Regions from separate parts of the Sus scrofa genome. Here regions 2, 3 and 4 are each linked to region 1. Evidence: chromatin contacts called from public HiChIP or PLAC-seq data. All regions are on one chromosome and are shown on one strand. The core of a region is the stretch at or near the end of the contact, and the rest is flanking DNA. Distances in the headings are between cores, read along the strand shown. Region 1 overlaps ABCA1 (ATP-binding cassette, sub-family A (ABC1), member 1). Region 2 has its middle 91 kb from the start of SLC44A1. Region 3 has its middle 120 kb from the start of ABCA1. Region 4 has its middle 81 kb from the start of ABCA1.

Evidence for each region. HiChIP or PLAC-seq counts read pairs in DNA pulled down with a chosen protein or histone mark.
Region 2: a contact with region 1 is called in an H3K27ac HiChIP or PLAC-seq map of alveolar macrophages. The contact joins two enhancer-like sites. A contact is called at or near these places in 12 of 47 Hi-C or Micro-C datasets (adipocytes, alveolar macrophages, brain and 8 more) and 2 of 2 datasets of contacts at active chromatin or transcription factors (alveolar macrophages and skeletal muscle).
Region 3: a contact with region 1 is called in an H3K27ac HiChIP or PLAC-seq map of alveolar macrophages. The contact joins two enhancer-like sites. A contact is called at or near these places in 2 of 2 datasets of contacts at active chromatin or transcription factors (alveolar macrophages and skeletal muscle).
Region 4: an H3K27ac HiChIP or PLAC-seq map of alveolar macrophages shows a contact between it and region 1, with 2.7 times the contacts expected there. The contact joins two enhancer-like sites. A contact is called at or near these places in 1 of 47 Hi-C or Micro-C datasets (liver) and 1 of 2 datasets of contacts at active chromatin or transcription factors (alveolar macrophages).

What each region holds. Positions count from the first base shown.
Region 1 is chr1:246,224,605-246,228,168 of Sscrofa11.1, reverse strand. The region is part of intron 5 of ABCA1 (ATP-binding cassette, sub-family A (ABC1), member 1); the gene reads left to right. Among named protein-coding and RNA genes, the nearest start is that of ABCA1, 52 kb to the left of the region's middle. Within about 2 kb of position 1,593, at least 51 of the 83 cell types and tissues checked have an H3K27ac peak or open chromatin away from gene starts, as enhancers often do. A contact at or near this core is called in alveolar macrophages, retroperitoneal adipose tissue and skeletal muscle, where this site is marked.
Region 2 is chr1:246,456,175-246,459,738 of Sscrofa11.1, reverse strand. No RefSeq gene overlaps it. Among named protein-coding and RNA genes, the nearest start is that of SLC44A1, 91 kb to the left of the region's middle. Within about 2 kb of position 1,703, at least 13 of the 83 cell types and tissues checked have an H3K27ac peak or open chromatin away from gene starts, as enhancers often do. A contact at or near this core is called in alveolar macrophages and retroperitoneal adipose tissue, where this site is marked.
Region 3 is chr1:246,400,171-246,403,734 of Sscrofa11.1, reverse strand. No RefSeq gene overlaps it. Among named protein-coding and RNA genes, the nearest start is that of ABCA1, 120 kb to the right of the region's middle. Within about 2 kb of position 1,789, at least 39 of the 83 cell types and tissues checked have an H3K27ac peak or open chromatin away from gene starts, as enhancers often do. A contact at or near this core is called in alveolar macrophages and skeletal muscle, where this site is marked.
Region 4 is chr1:246,357,826-246,361,389 of Sscrofa11.1, reverse strand. No RefSeq gene overlaps it. Among named protein-coding and RNA genes, the nearest start is that of ABCA1, 81 kb to the right of the region's middle. Within about 2 kb of position 1,824, at least 3 of the 83 cell types and tissues checked have an H3K27ac peak or open chromatin away from gene starts, as enhancers often do. A contact at or near this core is called in alveolar macrophages, where this site is marked.

The DNA of each region.
Region 1 (3,564 bases), core at 344-2,843:
GCCCACCTCTCAGTAAGACACAGGTATACTGTTGCCTTCGTAGATGGATCTGGGAAAGACATGTCATGTCTCTCTCCATCCCTCCATTTCAGTGTTGACAGATTCTACAGTGGCAGAGAAGGCTGGAGACTCCCAGTTCTGCTCACCTGACCCTCTGTCCATCTCTTGGAAGGCAAGGGCAGGGATTCTGTTTTTATACAGCATCTTTTATTACAGGCTCCTGCCTTCAAGGAGCTCCAAGAACTATTGCCACTTGAAATCATAGTTCTGGTATTTTGCTTCAGCAGCCATTTAGAAGTTTGTTGAACTAATGCAAGTTCCATTCCATGTAGAATAAAGAATATGTGGTTCCTAAAGTTGTGATGCTCCCGTTGGTCTCAGGAGAAGTATCTGGCTTCCCTGGGACTTGCCACAAAGGGTTCAGGAAGCAGAAGCCTACATATTCTGGTTTCTCTGTGGAACCCTTCACGTAAGTGTCATCCAAGACTTTATCAACAATTATTTTGAGCTTGTTTGATTTCTAAGCTTATATTTTTTCTTACAATATGTGTGAGTCAGTAAGACATTTAGTGTCTTTAGTATTTACTTAAGCCACCCTCTCCCCCGGTATGATCAGCCTTTGTTTAGAGAAAAATACAGGATCAGAGAGCCCAAGTGACTTCTTCAAGGCCCCATAACTGAAAACTTCTAGAACTGAGATAGGAACCATGTTAGCCAGACTCTAGATCTTTCAGGGGTGTCTTGGGATCCCTCAGCAAACCTCCACTGTTCCTCGGTTGGGATGCTGGGGCCCAGATGAACAGCAGGGAGAGGTGCTGACCGCAGGCTCCCAGCCTCCTCCCACCTGCTCTGAGGAGTCACCTCAGGGAGCAGCCAGGTCACTCTGCCTAACTCCCTTCTCTAGAGCCCTGACGTTCCCACAGAGGCCCTGGTTTTCCCTGAGGGCTGCACCCCTCTCAGAGAAGCAGGCAGGAGCTACTCTTGAAGAAAGTGGAGCCCTAACATCAGGAAAACAAACCAAAACAACAACAGCAACAAACACCCAGAAGAAGCTGAGCATGTTTGTTCCCAGCCCTCTTCTGGCAGAGAAATGTTTTGAGGTCTTCTTGTTTATAAGGCTTGGCTTAGGCTGAGTAAAGCCAGGAGTGAGATCTGGCTGAGACCCCTCGAGGCCACTGCCGGTGTGATGGGTCAGGGCTGGGAGACCCCCTGGGTGTCCTTTTAAGAAGAGTATCTGGGCCTTAGATGCTGACATGATCTCTTTCTCTGCTTCTCCTTTTTCTTCCTTTGCCTCCTCCATCTACTTCTCAAGCAGCTGATCGCTGTGGTTTCTTTTTATGTTGAACAAAAGAGACTACAGCGATCTTGAAACTGAGCTGGGGACTGGAGGGCATTGACCGAGAGTAACCCCGCCGCCGCAGCCAGCTCAGCTGAGGGTTTCCCTCCTCCGCTTTCCTGGGAGGCTGCCCTCCCTGCCGCCCCCCCCCCCCGTCCCTCCCCCCTTCTCCTCCATTGCACTCAGGGCAGGCTGGGGAAGAAGCAGGAGGAACACTCTGGGGATGAAAGCATCCCCCTGGTGCAAGAGTCCTGCCCTCCCACCCCTCTCTGCCTCCCACAGAAGAATTTCCTTAGCCTGTGCTGAGAGCCTGCCCAGAGGACTGGCAAGAGACTGAGAATTCTGTCCTGTTTGTCCTCAGCCCACAAACACACATTTCACTTTTTTTGTTCTTTAGACTCTAAGCTCTTGAATCGGTTTTTTGTTTTTTTGTTTTTTTCTCCTTTTCTTTGCCCCACTCTCCTGCACCCAAAGTAAAATTCTCTGGAAAAGGACATGCACCATGGGCTCCTCAAGGCAAAACTAAGGAGGCTGAGTTCAGGGGATCAAGTATTTTGGTCCATATCGGAGAGATGGCAGCAGGGAGGTTCTCGGGGCCTTTTGCTGGATGGGGACTTTCTGTCTTGTCTGCAGGGCAGCAGGGACGCAACGTTTTATTTAGTGACTGGTCCAGCAACTGGATGACCGTGTTCTCTGACAGCAGGTACATCCTCTCAGTGACCCGTGGAAGCTCATGAGACTCTTGCCTCCAAAAGGGTACTTGTACTTTCTTGATCTGGGTTTGCACAACAACCTGTGCCTGTTATTATTACCCCATCTTACGTCTAAGGAAACTGAGGAGGCCAGAGAGAGTCAGAAAAGGGGAAGAGTGAGGTTAATGGTTACACGGTTAGGAAACAGCAGAGCTGGGACCTGAATTCAGATCTTCTGATGCCTGTTGAGTGCTGACTTAGTACCTTTCAGTACCAACAATAAGAAGACCTCTGAAATCATCGTCTACAACCCACCCACCCATTACAGATAAGGTCATGTGGGCAAGAGTAAATGGCCAAGGACTGGTTGTCTTTTCCATTAAGTGTTCTCTATCTTGCCTCCAGCCATTGGTTGCTCTTACTTGTCATCTTCCTCCTGTGTCCGTCCTTGCAGTGATCCTATAGAGGTGATCATTCCGTTGATTCTCTAAAGTTCTGAATAGACAAATCAGTCACATTCAACCTTTTCTTCCCCTAATAGACAGTATCAGCAGAAAAAATTAATCCTTTTTTCTGATGCAGGAACTCAGCCAGGCAAATACACAACACACATGCGCACGCGTGCATGTGCACATACACATATATCTTAGATCAAAAATTCAGCATCGACTTAGTTGGCACAGTTGCTCCTCTGTTCTTATCTATTCTGAAAGCATATGCTTTGGGGTCAGACTAGCAATGAAGCCACTGAGGTGTCTTTTCTGAAAGTGATGATGGTGTTAGTTTATCCTTTATGGAGACCTTTTCTTGGTTCCAGGCTTCCTACTGGGACCTCATTTAACCTCCAGCTCAGCCCTGTGAGGTAGATGCTCTTGTCATCCCCACTTGTCTTGTTATGGACATGTCCCCACGCCCTGCCTCCAGCTCCCACTCTCCTGACTGTCTTCCTGACCTGGGCTGATGCACCTGTGGGGTGGGGGGAACTTCCGGAGACCTGAGCGCTCTCTTGACGGGTTTGTTTCACACGCATGTCCTGTTTTGTCCCACAGCAGATCACTACAGCTCATGACTTGATTTGCTCCCTTGTGTTCCTCCATTCCTTCCCCACCCACCTCCGCTGTGCGAGGCACTGCCACACCTTGGAGTTCCAAAGTCCCGACCCTCAGGCACTGGTGTTCTTCTGGGGAGAAAGATGTGGTTTCAGAGAACTGCAGCTCAGGGGAAGTGCACATAGGAGGCTATTAGGGCATGGAGGGTGGCCACCTGATTCAGCTGGAGGGTGGGAACATCAGGGCAGGCTTCCTGGAGGAGATGACTCATGGGCCAAATCATAAAGAAGGGGAAGAGTTAGCCAGGCCAAGAGGGGAAGGGCTGTTTCAGACATCAGACATCATCTCGGCATTCTTGGCTTTTCCACTCATTTTCCTGCTGACAACAAAATGGAGAAAACTGAGACCAGAGTTGCAAAGTCATCCTACACTGGCCTCACACCACACCACACCTCATCCTCTTCCTTCCTCCACTGTACTCCTTGAA
Region 2 (3,564 bases), core at 454-2,953, 230 kb before region 1:
GAAGCTGAGCAAGTGGCCACTTAGATGTTAGATCAAGCAGAGGGGCATGCAGTGTGGATAAGCATAGAGAAAGTGGTGGCTTCTTGTTTCTCTCACACTGAACTTATGGGATCTGGCTGGGCTGGGGACTGACCACCACTGCATACTCGCCCTGCCTTTAAGAGAGCCAAGTAGGGAGTTCTCCGAGGGTATTCTAGAGAACTTTACTTTACCACATTGTTGGTGCTACCACAAGTCCTGGTTGATTTAGACTGTTGTAATCAATTAGAAGAAGCTCAAGCTGGAAGTAACTTAGGCTAAAACCCTGTAAATTTACTTCCTCATGGAATCTCATAACCAACTGCAGGAAGCATGGCTGTAACCTGGCCTCAGGAACAACTGGGTCCTTAGACTTGGAGGCTGCCAAGAAATTTTTTATCTTCTTAATCTCCACTTCTTTCTAAATTTTGACCTTCTTTCCTGCAGGCAGCATTCTTCCACATGGTTTTAAATGTAGCTACTGAAGGTTTTCATATTTTTCAACTTCTACCACCAAAGAGAGATTCTCATATTCAGGTTGGGAGACTCCTAAAGACAGGCTCTGCTAGCTCACCTACGGTCAAATGCTCACCTCTAGACAAATGTGTGGGGGAAGATAAGACCACATAGATATTTGCCATATGGATATGGGTGGGGTGAGTAGTTCCCATGAGGAGGGGGTTCTGGGCAAACAATACCACGGATGTCCAATATAATAGAACATCGGCAACTGTGCACACGGTAATGCCCAGAACAGGCATGTCGGTCAGTATGCTGTAAATCAGGAAGGAAGAATGATGGTGTAGCACACCACCCTTCCTATTGTTAGAACAGAGTCAACAAGAGACTTGCTCCCTGAGGACTTGATAATTGTTGGACTAGCCTTCAACTCTGTATGCTGTCATTTTTTTTCTGTTACATTAACCCCAGGACCTGCGGCTCCCTTCAGACACCCAACAGCTCTGACATTTCTCTGCTCTGCCAAGACCGCTGACGATTTGCACTGTTATCTTGCTCTTTATGACTGCTAAGTCACTTCACTTCCCAGAGGGAGAATGTGAAGTCACCAACACTGCCAGGTCACTGGCAGCCTTAAGCTCTGGATGGAATGTTTCTGAGGAGAAATGTAAGAGAAGGAGCCGGATACTTCCTTTTAGCGGAAGGCTATTAGCTCATCCTGGGAAGGTCAGCTGGATGGCAGGATGGAGTATAGGAGTATTAGTATAAAATGCTTAACTCTGGCCAGATTTTCCCTAGCACTAGAGGGCACCAGAGTCAGTAAGTTCCCAGTTCATAATGCCGGTGGAGAGTCAGCTGTTAGGAAATAAAATGAGGGATAAAGCTGTGAGGTAGGGAAGATGACATGGCATGAGGACCCAGACAAGCTCAAATCCCCTTGTTGCATCTCTGCTTGCTCCATTCTGGCTTCTGCTAGTTGATCTGGGCTCCCCAGCTGCCTACCTACCACCACACCCCTGTTTCTGATAGTAGCTGCTGGGCTTTTGACCCATCACTTTTCTTCTGGTTTTATGCCTTTGCTTCTCTCTTCTGGTACATGGGTGCTCATTAGGCTCTCCAGTGGTCCTTTGAACCCAGTCTTTTTTTGTGACCTATTCTGGAGGTGGAGATGGTTCATCTAGGTGACCCTGGGCAGCCCAAGCTCCACAACCACCTGGCTCTACTAAGCTTAGTGGTACAGCTTCCAAATATACTGGTGGGGCATCTTTCTTTGCTAGGCCCCTCCAGTGCTATATAGGACTTAATCCAGTCTGTATTAACATTGCCTGTTAACTTATGATTGTGTTCCCCCGTAGCCTAAGTCGCACTCATCTCTGTATGCTCAGCATTTGGCATAGAGAAGGCTTAGCTGTAACTATACCTTTTATTTATTTATTCGACTGTACAGCATGGTGACCCAGTTACACATACATGTATACATTCTTTTCTCTCACATTACATGTTCCATCATAAGTGACTAGATAGAGTTCCCAGTGCTACACAGCAGGATCTCATTGCTAATCCATTCCAAAGGCAATAGTCTGCATCCATTAACCCAAGCTGTAACTATAAAATGATTGGGAAAATGCTCACTGTTGCCTTTGACTATGGCCTGGACCTGCCTTTCTCTGCTTGTCCTTTGGGTTCAAGATGTGGCTTATCACCACAATCTTTCCTATTCTTATTTTCTACCTGCTTTCCTTCCTTCTTCCATCAATGTGTCTGAGAGAGAGTGTAGTGTAGTGGTTAAGAATATGGATCCTAAAATCAAACTATCTTGTTTAAAATCTTGGCTTTATTACTTAGAAGCTGTGCAGCTGTTGGCAGGTGACTTTGCTTCTCTGCCTCAGTTTCTTCATCTGTCAAGTAGGAATAATAATACTACTACTATGAGAAGTGTGCTTGGAAAAGCATGTGGTACACAGCAGGTGTTCTAGAAATGTTAGCCATTGTTACTGTTCTCTACCTTCACAGCTCAACCCAGTAAAGGTGGTTTGACTTTGTTCCCTCTTGAATTCTTGGGCAAATCCCCAACCATCCTTTTCCTTGCACTCGACTTGTGTGCCTCAGTCTCATCCTCTGGTCCACCTAGCCCAATATTTACAAATATCTACCCATTTCTAATCAGCTAACACTGAGCTGTAGCCCAGGAGATATCTGGACTCATTCTTTATAAGTGTCAGCAACACCTCCTCTACTTGTGTTTCTTTCCTCAGGCCAAGTCCTGACTCAAACCTTGGCCTTTTAGGGGAGCTGTAAAAGAGTAAGGCAAAAGTTGGCAAAGTGTTTTTTTTGGGGTAGAGGGCTAAATACTAAATTTAAAAAAATTGGAGTATAGTTAATTTACAGTGTTGTGTTAGTTTCTGGTTGTACAGCAAAGTGATTCAACTATACATATACATACACACACATATATATATGTATATATACATTCTTTTATACTCCTTTACATTATGGTTTATTATAAGAGATTGACTGTAGTTCCCTGGAATATACAGGACCTTGTTGTTTATTTTATATATGGCAATTTATATCTGCTAATTCCAAACTCCTAATTTATACTCCCCCACTTTCCCCTTTGATAACCATAAGTTTTCTATGTCTGTGATGCTGTTTCTGTTTTGTAAATAAGATCATTTGTATCATATTTTAGATTACACATGTAAGTGATACCGTATGATATTTATCTTCTCTGTATGACTTATTTCACTTAGCATTATGCCCTCCAAACCCATCTTATTGCTGTAAATGGCAAAATTTTGTCCTTTTTAATGGCTGAATAATATTCCAGTAGTTATATGTGTATATATATACCACATCTTCATTATCCATTCATCTGTTGATGGACACTTAGGTTACTTGCATGTCTTGGATATTGTAAATAGTGCTGCTGTGAACACTTAGGTGCATGTATCTTTTTGAATTAGAGTTTTCTCTGGATGTATGCCCAGAAGTGGGGTTGCTGGATCATATGGTAACTCTTAAATTTTTTAAAGACCTTCCATACTGTTCTCCATAGTGGCCACACCAATTTACATTCCCACCAAC
Region 3 (3,564 bases), core at 540-3,039, 180 kb before region 1:
CTCATTGCTCACATCTCCCCATGGCTGCCATCTGTACCTTCTGCCACATGCCAGAAGAAAGTGGGCTTTTGTAAAGTCTCAGGAGAGTCTCCTGTTCCAGGTCAGAGCCATCTGCATTGGGCAGAGGCTTTTATTCATCAGTAGAGGTTGATGTCTCACATCCCCATATTCTCCACCCCACATTGCTCATGCTCCCTTTACTGTGTTCCAGTTTTGTGCTCTGGGCTGTCAGATTTCAGCTGCTCAGTGAGCATTTGTGGAGTGCACACTGTGTGCTAACTCCCCTCCTGCCAGGCTCTGTATTCTGATACTCATTCTCTCATTTGGTCCTTAGAGTCACCCAACTGGAGCCGTCTTAGTATTTCAGTATTATAGATGAGGGAAATGTGGACTGGAAAGGGAAAATGACTTGCCCACGGTCCAGAAGTCATGTGTTCAGTGAAACACTGCCTTTGAGATATAACATGTAGGCACACACCTGTCATTCCTCAGCTGGCTGCTGCTGGTTATGGACTGTTTTTGCTCAATTTAGGGGGATTCAGAGCTCTTTTCTGGTGGGCTTTACCACAGAATCTCAGCAGGGGGACTTTTGGATAGAAGGGCAGAGCTAGATTTGGGGTAAGCTCTGCTTCTTGGGAATGTTCACAACCCCATCTCATTCACTTGCATGCATCTGTGACTGCAACTCCTGAAGGGTAAGAACTATCAGGAGGCCAGCTCAGCCCATCCCAGCGCAGGCACTGAAGCAGTTGTGTGCAGAGCAGCTCAGGTGCTTTCCAGTTGAGCAGCAGATATGTCCTCTGGCAGTTTTCTTGAAGGGAAGGCAGTTTTAGCTACAATGTTGAGGACCAGGCAGGAGTAAGAGCTAAGTGTGTAAGATCATGAAGATGTATTTTCCAGAAAACCTGGATTCAAGTCAAAGTGCTCCTACTTATTAGCTTTATAGTCCTGGGCAAGTCATTAAAACCCTGAGCAGTTTCCTCTTCTGTAGAATGGGGGAGAGGGTGAGTTTGATGGCTGCTATTTAATGAGGACTCTGTGTGAGGTGCTACACTCGGCATGTGCTCAACATTACCAAATAAGGTAATTCCTAGAAAAGATAGCCCAGTGCCAGACACATGGTCAGTATGCAACAAATGCCAGCTATTATTTTATTAATCCTCATAACATCCTGTGATTAATAATGACAGAAAGAATAATTGTTCCCAGCATTTCCTGCATACTTTCTATGTAGTCAGCCATTGTCTTAGTTTATTAAGTAAATTAACTTATTTAATTTTCCCAGCTATCCCATGAGGTTAGTTCTATTTCTGACCCCATTTGACGAGGGGAATTGGAGCACAGTTAAGTTAAATACATTGCCAAGGACACATAGCTAGAAAGTGACATAGGTGATTTTTTTTCTCCTTACTGTATGAAGATGGTTACTGAGGCACAGATGGGCTGAGTGGCATGCCCAGGATCAGAGTCTGCAGAATACTTCTTAGCATTGTTAGACAGGCGAAATTACAAAATGGAATGAAAACTGCATTTTGAACTGTTCTGTGTGCTTCAGCCAGGGGTGAGTAAGCTTCACATGTTTGCTTTTTTTCCTAATCTAGATATACTAGCTGGCCTGAGACCCTGAGGCCTTTAGGAAGTCCTTTTTGAACTTAGCTGATTACCTAGGTGTGTGTTGGAAGCCAGTTTGGTATATAGGCCCTGGACTTGCCATCCCCTTGGAACAGCCTAGAAGTCACTGCTTGTCTGACTCCACAGCTGCTATCAGCTAGAAACCTCCAGGAGGAAGCTGTCTGGCAGCTGGCCACCGTCATGTGCAGCTGGGTTACTAGCGGTCACCCTGTGGGTTTCCTTCAGCCACAGTGACTATCTTCAGTCACTGGCACCAGGACAGCAGCCAGCTAGGCAGGGGGAGGGGGACTGAGGCTCCTATGGATTGAAGCTAATCAGGGTGTCAGGGAGACTCTCTTAGCTTCCGTTTCCCTCTTATGCTCTCCATATGCCCCCTCTGCCACCTGGGAACATTCCCTGTTCCCAGGTGCCCACCTTCCAGGATGGATTGGGGAGGGCAGTTGGGTCTTCGTGGAGGGGGCCCAGAATCCCAGAACTGAGATGCTCTTTGAGAGCAGGTCAGTGTCACATGCCTCTAGGACTGTCTCCTCCCCGTACGAGAGCTCCTCTGGGCAGGGGCAGCTCGGGGTCTCCCCCGTCCTGAGTCAGCACAGGGCCAGTGTCAGGAATGGTACTGGGGACAGTCATTTTTCCTGAGGGAAGGCCTTTTCTCGTTGTTGGGTTGGGACTTGGTGTTGTGGGTAAAGGTGGTGGTGGCAGTAGTGGGGTGAGGTGTGTGTGTTTGGGGGTGGAGAAGGAGTGTTAGGGGAAGGGGACCCAGAGTCAACCTAGTCTGGAAAGGGAAAAATATGCCAGGCTGGCTGTCCTACTTAGCACATATGTCCACTGCTAATGTGGTAAGAAGGCTTTGAATACAAATGGACATGACCTTGACTGCTTATTCCCTCTTGTACTGTGTGGATGGGGTGGTGTTCATGCAGGTTCTTCTTCTGAGTCTCTTTATCCCTAAAGGGAGGGCAGCATTCCCCAGTGTGCTGGACCTTCCTGGGTGGAAAGGGTGAGAGACTGACTGCCTGTCTGTCCTACTGTGATTATCTGTTACCAAACCAGGGAACCAGGAGGCAGAGGAACAAGGAGACTGGCTCAGTGTGTCCCAGCTGGGACTGGCATTTGCTGCTCCCTAATCCTCTCTGCCTGGAGACCCCTGGGGGCTTCAGGGGAGCTAATGTCAGGAGATGAGATACAGGAGGGGTCCAGCTTCCTAAGATGGGGTCCTCAATGAGTTCTACGGGAGGTTTGAGCTGTTCTCTTTCTAAAGGGCATATGAATCCCTGCAAAGGCCATCAGGATGGAGGACAGAGATTTGGGACTCTTGCTACTTCATCACTTAAATTGCACCAGTGGGTAGGGACAAGTTTCACTGTTTAGGCATTTGAAGGAAGTCCCCCCTGGGTATTCCTTTGTTTCTCCACTGTCATGTCTCCAATCTTTGCTTGTCCTCCTCCCACAACCCTCTTTTTGAGACCTCCCTTTTGTCTCCTCCTCCAGACATTCTCTCCCTCCTCCCCACATGACAGCGTCCCAGTGTCTTGTCCCTCAAGTCTTGCAGACTTGGCACTGCAGGCTGCAGCTGGTTGTGAACAGAAGTTTTCTCTGCCCAGGCTCCTGCCAAGGGAGAAGCATGGGCAGGCGACAGGCAGGCTTTTTGGGTTTGGGCTGGGGGAGGGTGAGAACTGGGCTTCATTTTGGTGTCTCTTTTTCAGTAATGACTGAGCCCTCTTTTTTCCTGATTAATCTTAAGGCAAATGTCTGTTCAAGAATTATTTTCTTATGAAGATCATACAGTCCAGTATAACCTGAAATTCCTCCAATTAAAATGACTTTGATCCTATACGTGAAATAATAACCTTAATATTGTAGTGCTAATGGTTCATTCTCCTCCCCCCAGGGCCAATTTTCACTACAAAGAGACCCTGAGTCAATGATGATGAA
Region 4 (3,564 bases), core at 575-3,074, 130 kb before region 1:
CCATTCTGACCCATGTGAGGTGGTACCACATTGTAGTTCTGATTTGCATTTCTCTAATAATTAGTGATGTTGAGCATTTTTTCATGTGCCTGTTGACCATCCGTATGTCTTTAGCAAAATGTCTATATAGGTCTTCTGACCATTTTTTTTTCAATTGGATTTTTTCTTTTCTGTTGAGTTGTATGTATTGTTTACATATTTTGGAAATTAAGCCCTTGTCAGTTGCATTGTTTGCAACTATTTTCTCCCATTCTGTAGGTTATCTTTTTGTTTTTTTAATGGTTTCCTTTGCTGTGAAAAAGCTTGTAAATTTGATTAGGTCCCATTTGTTTGAATTTATTATTTCTTTTTGCAGAATGTTCTGGCTTCCTGCTCTATTTGGAATAAAGCCCAATGATTTTAATGCCCACTGACCTCTTCGGAGAGACATATTGTTTATCATTACATCGAAATAGACGTTCTCCTCTTCCCCAACACTTCCTATGTCCTTTTTCTTGATCAGTGGTATCAATTTCTTTTAATGGCAAAACGTTGGAAACAATCAAACATCCAGTCTCAAGGAAGGATTATATATATTGTGATACAACTATATTCTGAACTATTAGGCAGTCTATACTCTGGAAAATCTGTACTATGTGTTATTTCCCAAAAAGAACGTGGCTGTCCTGCTTCCTGGCTTATGGTCAAGCTATTTGAACAAATTCCTGGACTTCCCGTCATGGCCCAGTGGTTAACGAATCCAACTAGGAATGATGAGGGTGTGGATTGGACCCCTGGCCTTGCTCATTGGTTTAAGAATCTGGCGTTGCCATGAGCTGACGTGTAGGTCGCAGTTGCAGCTTGGATCCCGCATTGCTGTGGCTCTGGTATAGGCCAGCGGCTACAGTTCTGACTGGACCCCTAGCCCGGGAACCTCCATATGCCTCAGAGAACAAATGCCTTTCTTCTAACTTTCTTCCCTTTCCTTTTGGGCACCTGGAGATAGCCAACAGAACCCAGAGTTCAATTCCCACTGCTTCTTTGCTTACTAGCTTTATGACTTTAGGCAACTTTTAAGTTATTGAAACTCTGAGCTGTAGTTTTTCCATCCATAAAGTAGGGAAAATGGTGGTGCCCTCGAGTGGTTATTGTGAGAATTAAGGAGGCAGATGCATGTAAGGCCTCAGGCAAACCACCCACTTCACTGTGAAGGTTAAATATCAGTTCTCTTACAAACTCTTATTTACCCCTTTTTCTGACATCCATGTGGTCCCCAGGCAGAACTAGCTGTTTAATCCTCTGTGCTCCAGTGGCTTTTCTTCTTTTTCATAAAAGAGCATTTGCCAGGGTGGGTTGAGATTTTTCTTTTTATAAGTTTCTCTTCCCTGGCTAGGCCGAGAACTTTTCCATGAGCACAGATGTGCCACTTTTATCTCTGGATACTCAAGGCGTGGCACAGTCTAGTGAACAGCAGAGCTCAATAAATGCCTATAGAAAGTGGGGAATTCCAATTCTAACGACATTTTTCCTACAAAATCTTTTGATCCTCTGACTAGAAATAATTTTTCCCTCTGGTGAGAACTGAGTACTCTGATCACTTTCTGCCTTGAATCATAGTTATTTGTGAGCATTTTTTTTTTAATTTACCCTCCCACTTGCTCATGTAGGCCCCAGTCATATGATTGCTAGAATTGCATCCTATTCATCTTTGGAACCCAGCAGTGTCTGGTCCATGCATTCCATCATTTGTTTAAGATTTAATCCTTGAGCAAGGAACAAGGGATATGACTCAAATGTTTAATGTACAATACAGTTCTATCCTTTTTTACATAGGCCGCTTCAGCAAACCACTTCCCCATTGCTCAATGAATCGGAGGGTGAGGCTGTTTTAGTGTTAAAATCAGTCGGGGTTACCAGGAGTCATTCACCTACCTCTGAATAAAAAATATTAATGCACAACTTGACTTCAAATCCAGGCCACTCTATTTTACCAAGAATGTCATGATAAGAAACTGAATCATTATATATATGCAAAATATAATGCAAACTCTGAGCAGGACAAGGATTATTGGAACTGATGAGAAGATAAAATTTGAATACAATGATAGGATTATAGATTCTATGATCATAGAATTTTTTAAAAAGTTGTCTGACTTTTAGCTGAAATTACATTGTACTACTACATGGCTATTTAAGATTAATTGCATTGGTTGGCATTACATTATATTAAACTTACACTAAAGATATAGGACAGCTGAATAGAGATTTGCCAGAGTTGGTAGCAACTTGGTGAATTTTTTATCCATTGATCAAATGTTTACTGAACTTCTATCATGTGCCAGCACTATGCTAGAAATGGCTGATGGAGAGGTAAATTATGACAGACCCTTCCCTTGCTCTTATTTTTTTTCCTTTCTTTCTGTTAAGTAATCCAAGAAGACTGTATTTATCCTGGTCACAAAGCTTGTAGAATTGCTGAGGGGAATGAAGAGAATGTTTATAAAGCAGTTCAGATGTTTTGATAGGCACTGCATAAGAACTCCATGTGATTAGTTTCCAGCACAATATTAATGTCTTAAAAATCAACCATGAAATTGCATTTCTAAGGCCCTTTTGCTTTGATTTTTAATATTTGTTATAGTTAAGTCCACTGACTCTCATTTGATTATCGATCTTTAAAATAAAGCTTGTTTGCACCATTAAACAGGAATAGTGTTTGATTCCTTTTAGAATACAAATGTTTTACTCCGAGTAATGTTTCAGAGAGTTGTTTTTCTTTAATATCCATATTCCTCTTCGATCTCAAAGAACATTAGAACTAGAAGGGAACTTGGGTATAGTCTAATCCAATGCTAGTCAGACATTTCCATTCTTGTCAAAGCATTTGAAAGTGCTGTTACAAAAGTCAAGGGAAGAAGAAGGCAGAGACTGGAGCAATGAGATCTCAAGCAGGTTTATCAACCAACAGATTGGTGGGGAGCATTGAACAGAGAGAACTCAGGCTCCCCACAGTTTAGGGATCAGGCAGTTACATAGGGAAAGGGGTAGTTTCTATTTTTAGTACATTCTGTTTTTAGCAAGGGTTTGTGATAGAGTAAGAAACAGGGAAGATACAAGTTATGTTGTTACATTTTAACAGTTTCTTTAGCTATTTTTTGTCTTAAAGCTTTGCCTTTCATTTTGTACAGTTACCACCTAACAAGAGCTTCTTTTCTGAAGATGGGAGGTTCTGATAAATTTTTGCATACCAAACAAACTGTATTTCATTATTAATTACCAACATCCTGTTTTTCTTATTTTCATTAAAGATGTTACCGCTAATCAGGGCTTCCAAGCAGTATGAGGCAGTTAGAATTAGCAATAGGCAATATGGCTGTTGATTTTGGAACCAGAATTACTTGGTTTTGCATGTTCTCTCCCACTAACTAGCTGAGCCACCCTGAGCAAATTTTTTAACTCACTGTGTTTCAGTTTCCTCATCTGTACATGAGTGATAGCAATATTATGTACCTCATGGAATTGTGAGAATGCTTGTATTATCACAGCCCAAACAAACAAACAAACAAAAAGAGCCCCCTTTGTTAT